Regions from separate parts of the Danio rerio genome. Here region 2 is linked to region 1. Evidence: chromatin contacts called from public Hi-C data. All regions are on one chromosome and are shown on one strand. The core of a region is the stretch at or near the end of the contact, and the rest is flanking DNA. Distances in the headings are between cores, read along the strand shown. Region 1 holds the start of si:dkey-111e8.5. Region 2 overlaps gucy2d (guanylate cyclase 2D, retinal).

What was found. Hi-C and Micro-C count contacts between places; a contact is called where the count stands out from the background.
Region 2: a contact with region 1 is called in a Hi-C map of an unstated tissue, with 4 times the contacts expected there. The contact joins the enhancer-like site here to the promoter of si:dkey-111e8.5 in region 1. A contact is called at or near these places in 5 of 18 Hi-C or Micro-C datasets (caudal fin, embryo, hematopoietic stem cells and 1 more).

The regions. Positions count from the first base shown.
Region 1 is chr5:38,966,019-38,968,718 of GRCz12tu, forward strand. It overlaps si:dkey-111e8.5, which reads right to left and starts at 1,414. Exons shown (of 5, transcript NM_001100954.1): 1 at 1,402-1,414. The coding sequence starts at 1,414.
Region 2 is chr5:39,036,051-39,038,750 of GRCz12tu, forward strand. gucy2d (guanylate cyclase 2D, retinal) reads right to left here. Exons shown (of 19, transcript NM_131866.1): 16 at 2,579-2,673. Among named protein-coding and RNA genes, the nearest start is that of si:ch211-284e13.6, 11 kb to the left of the region's middle. Within about 2 kb of position 1,436, at least 5 of the 62 cell types and tissues checked have an H3K27ac peak or open chromatin away from gene starts, as enhancers often do.

The DNA of each region.
Region 1 (2,700 bases), core at 164-2,663:
AAAGAATGACAACGATTTTCAGTGCACACCCTGTTAAACATCATAAATAGTTAAATGACAGGTAGTCAATCTGTGAGCAACTTTTTTACTGATATGATAATATAATCCAGATGCAGCTTTCCATCAAAAAGCAACGGTTTGCAATTCAGATTGTATTGTACAAGCCTACTGCTATTATGGATAGTTCATCCAACAATGAATTCAGTCATTTACTGATGATGTGTGTGTTGTTATACCACTGACTGACTGACTTATGTACATAGGCTACTCAAAAGGGTCTGTGTGCCATCCGTTCATTTGATTATTCATTTTATTCTGGAAAACGAAACATCAGAAAAACAGTAAATTTTTCGTTTTTCTGTTTATTCGGTACGCACAAAAAAACGAAAGCTCATCTGTTATTCTGCTTTTTAACATAAAACGAACAATTAAAACAAGCACAAAACCAAAACAAGTCAAAACCAATTAATGAGTCAAAAAACTGTGCTCTTATTTGTTTATTCGTTTGATCAAAAAAATGAACACGCACAATTTGTTTTCCAGTTTTACACGGGATAAAGAAAAGAAAGAAGACCTTTTTTGGTTTTACTTTTACTCACAAAAAAATTAAAAAACAATTTTGGCTGGATTTTCTTTTTTTTATTATTTAGGGTAGGAAAACAGATAAACCACTTTAAAATTTATTACACATGTAGGTGGTGCTGAAACGTCAATTGGCCAACCAAATCTGAGCTCGTGATATAGCCCTCAAAATATTATGCTAGTCCTCTGCGATCAGCACCTTCTTAATTATTATTTAATTATATAAACTAAGTGTACGTATTCTATCATTTGAACCAAACACAGTTAGCAGGCTTACATTCATTGCATATGTAAATAAAAATAAAAACGTAAATTGGTAGTATTATTAGACATCTATTAATCAAATTAAATTCATAGTTTGCTGCCAAATGTCTTCTGCTGCTGTGCACCTGATGCTAAGCAAAGATAGCCATTTCCGAGAAGCACCTGGTTTACATAATCGATTCTTTTTATTATTATTGTTTAATTATTTTTTTAATAGTTGTTAGGACCAGAATAAGAACATACTGGGCCCTGATGCTATGACAAATGGTACCATTTGTTTTTATTTCATTTCCTCCTATTTTATTTACTATTAGCCTATTTTAATTAGCCTATTTATTTGATAATTAATACTTTTTTATTGAAAAGTAGACCTACTTTGGATTTTCAATAAAATAGTGAAATAATCAACTGAATAACTTTTGAAACTTGAAGCCAATCAGTTTCAGTGTGTGGGGAAATAAAAATAACTTTTCTCCAGGGACGAAAGAAAGTCAACAGGTTAAAAATAAAAATATTTATTAATAATAGCATGAATATAACAAATATGTGACTTACTTTTTTCCAACATTATATTCTGAAGTGAAGGGATAAAAAACGTTCGCTGTTAAGAAAACAAGAGACGGCAATTAATACAGGCCTGTGACAAAGGCGATTCTCAACGCTAGTATTGTTCCAATTATAATGGTCAGCAAATCTTTAAATGATCTTGACCTGTTTGTTACATTTTTCTTACCTTATATCTTAAGTAGTCTACAGTTGTTCGTAGAAATCTTGCTGAGCAAAGTTGGATCACCTTAACGCTTAACTCTTCCGGTGAAGGGGTTGAGGTTGAAAGAATAAGAAAGTGAAAGCAGATTTATAATCTACGCCACAGGCGACAAACTCAGTTCCTGAAGGGACGAAGCTCTGCGCAGTTGAGTTTCAGTTACCTGATCAAACTAATAGAGTCCGTTTGTCTTCTTTGAATCCTACAGGTAAATGTGATGAAACAGGGTTGGAGGCGGTGTTAGCAACTAAATTTGACACCCCTAATCTACGCCATACATCTTAAAACAAATCAGACAAGTCACGAAAAAAGGTGACAAAATAAATATGTTATAAATATTCCGTGTTCTTTAACAGTCCATGGTGTTACAAGAAGTTCTAATATCGAAATGACATGAAAACTAGCTAGCTAAACATAGTAGCTACAGGTGATGCAGTCAAAAAAAAAAAAAAAAAAAAAACACGGAATCAGGAACAACCCTCTATGCTAGAGTGAATCTAATCTTGTAACTGTAGATGGCGCTTTGCTCTTCATATTTAGTCCATCGTGTGTTTGTTCTTTCCATTATTTCTCTTCAAAATCAGAAATCTGTGAAAATGACCTTGACAATACAGTGATACATTTTCACCATCATCTTGACAAACCCGTGTCTGTGAATGGAACAAAGAAAAGAATTGCTTGGAATGTTTATCATTTCCATAAAGGCCTACCATAGCAATTTATATAAATAGTGTATCGTTTTTGAACCAGTAAAATAGGCTACTTGAATTAATCTGTCGGGGTAATTCCCAGTACATGGTTGCGGCTGGAAGGGCATCTGCTGCAAAAAAATGCTAGAAATTAGAATAGTTGGTGGTTCATTCTGCTGTAGCGACCCCTTATAATCTGGGACAAAGCTGAAGGAAAGTAAATGAATGAATGGTAATTATATAGCTGTATGAGGTGGAAATACATTAACAGAAATAAACAAATTAGAAACAAATCTAAATTAGGAATATTATATTACATTTCACAATTTACTGTAGTAAAAACTAAAGTATACTATATTTATTACAGTTTATCAGTTCACGCTATAATAAGTGACTATG
Region 2 (2,700 bases), core at 186-2,685, 70 kb after region 1:
AAGATTAAAAGAAAATCAGCAGATTGACACTTTAGCTCTCAAATTTTTTTATAATATCACAACATTTCGACCTACATGGTCTTCATCAGGTCGAAGCGTTTCAATATTTTTAAAAATGTGAGCGCTAAAGTGCCAGTGTGCCAATTTTCTTTTGATATTTTGCTACTGTGTTTATTTATGATCGAGCACCTGCCTTTGAGCCTTCTAAGATGTGCGCACATTTCTGTTTCAAATACTAGTTAACATAAACAACAGACACAGACTAAATGAGAAGGGTATAACGAAGGTTAGAGCCATCTCCGAATGGGAGAGCCTTCAAGCTCCAAGTTGGCTGTACAAATCTAATTTTTTTATTTATTTAATGTCTTGTACATGACACAGAGTCCAATAATGTGCTTTGTGAATGTCTACACCTACACCAAACCTAAACCCAACCTCACAGTAACCTGATGTGCTTTATTAATATCTGCTCCACCTACACCACCTAAACCCAACCGACTTGTGGTTTAAGTCCCTCCCACTTTAAGGTATATATATATATTAGGGGTGTCAATGTCACGATGCATTGTTGTTGCGATTTTGAATATATTTCAGTATTCTCCAACATCATATACTTTTTTTGTATACTTAAAATGAGATCTTTCAGTAATGTCTGTTTTAACTAAACAGAAACATCAGTTCTTTTTTATTGCTGCTGGATAAATGGGATTATCAAGCAGAAAAACTGTTTGTCACTATCATAAAAATCTGTCATAAATGTAGTATGCATCTTTCTGAGATGCTGCATTTTCATTATTTGACTAACTTTACTGCATGCTGAAGGTGACCCAGCTCTTCAGAAAAATAAAAATCAAGTTCAACACCACCATCTAGTGGACTTGGATTTTATAGTAAATAGTATAATAAATAAGTACAAATAATATAGTAAAATTATCATAATAAAAACACTACACAAATTGTTTATACAAATAATATAATAAAGAATTGCTGTTATATTGATGTAAACTTCCGTATATCTGTCCAATATAGTCATGGAAAATATCATGATACTGTACTGTGTCAATATTTTACCCCACCCCTATATAAAGCATACAGTAGTATACAGTATATACAGTGTACAGTAATCAACATTTGAAGTGGATCAAAATAATTTTTCAAAATTGTCCTAAGACAAGAATGTGTGTTTAATAGTTTTAGGACAACTTTCATGAAAGGTTTGGACCCACTTCAAATGCTCAGTTCTTTATTTGCAGTAAAGTCACCCATAAAAGCCATATTAAATCAGTTTACAGTGATATTATATATCAACATATCAATATCTGTTCTCTTCAACAGAGATGTGAAGTGTGAGAAATGAATCAAACTGACTCTCTATGTTTTCTAAGTTTGTCTGTAAGCTGCAGGCATCACACTTTCAGTTGGTCCAGAGTTAATAATAAACTCTGGATTGAACCCTGAGATAAGAGAGGACGTTTATATCAAAGCATTGTGAAACCACTGAACCTAACAGTCTTAACCAATGTGGGTTTGTTTGGTTTTGTAAATTTTAAACCTACTCTGTAAACGGGAGTTCGCTCAGTTGGATTCAAGCAACAGGCCAGTGGACTGTTTGCTGTTTAAGATACTGACCGGATGCATAATACAGCATTTTTAGCCAATTCGTAAGAGTGTTTTGACAGTGTTGTTGCCTGTACTTGACACATTTCAAAATGCAAAGGAGAAACATTTAGTACATTACAGCCCTGAGTAGTTGGGATTTTCTGTGTTGACTTGTAAGATACAAGCCTTCCTGTATTACAAAGCACTAATAACTGTTTTATTATTCTTTTAGAAAACTAAAAATGGACAACACTAGTTAACCAAATGAAAGAGATTGTATGTTATTGATCAACCATTGCATTGATTTTTTTTCATTTTATTTCATTAGCATTTATGTGGTATTTGCCCACATGTATTTCACATATTTCTCCCCATATATCTCGTACTGCACAGTTCTGAAGTGTGATTAATATATAACTTATATTTATATATGCTTTACTTATATACTAAGTACAACTTAGGAGTGATATTTCACCCTAAAATGAATATTTGTTTGCTGTTTACTCACCCTCAAATTGTGTCAAATATGTGTTTTTCTCTTTTTCTTTGTCGGAAACAAAAGAAGATATTTTAAAGAATGTTGGAAACCGGTAACCATTGACCATTGTAGGAAAAGTACAATTTTCGCGATTTTCTGCTTTCTTCAGTTGTGTTCAACATAATAAAGATATCAAACAGATTTGGAGCAATTGAAGGATGAGCAAATGATGACCTAATTTTCAGTTTGGGGTGAACTATCCCTTTAAGAAGAAAAAAATGTGACTGAGATGATGGCAGAACATTGGAACAGATGTAAGTTATATAATCATGTGATGTGATTATGATATAATAATTTTCTCTCAACAAATATTGAATTAGTTATTGTACTTTCTGTTTAGATCACAGTTATAGGTATAGTCATTTCAATCCAAATAATTTCTCTGAAGGTAAAAGAGCCTGAACTGAAGAAACACGTCAGCGCGTGTGTGTGTTTTCATACCTTGAGCTCGGTCCTGCCCCGAGTATCTATTTTGTAGCCAAGTTTGAGACTGTTTAGGACATCAACTGTACTCTGGTTGACATGAATTCTGTAAGCTGTAGAAACAGGGAAAACACAAATTA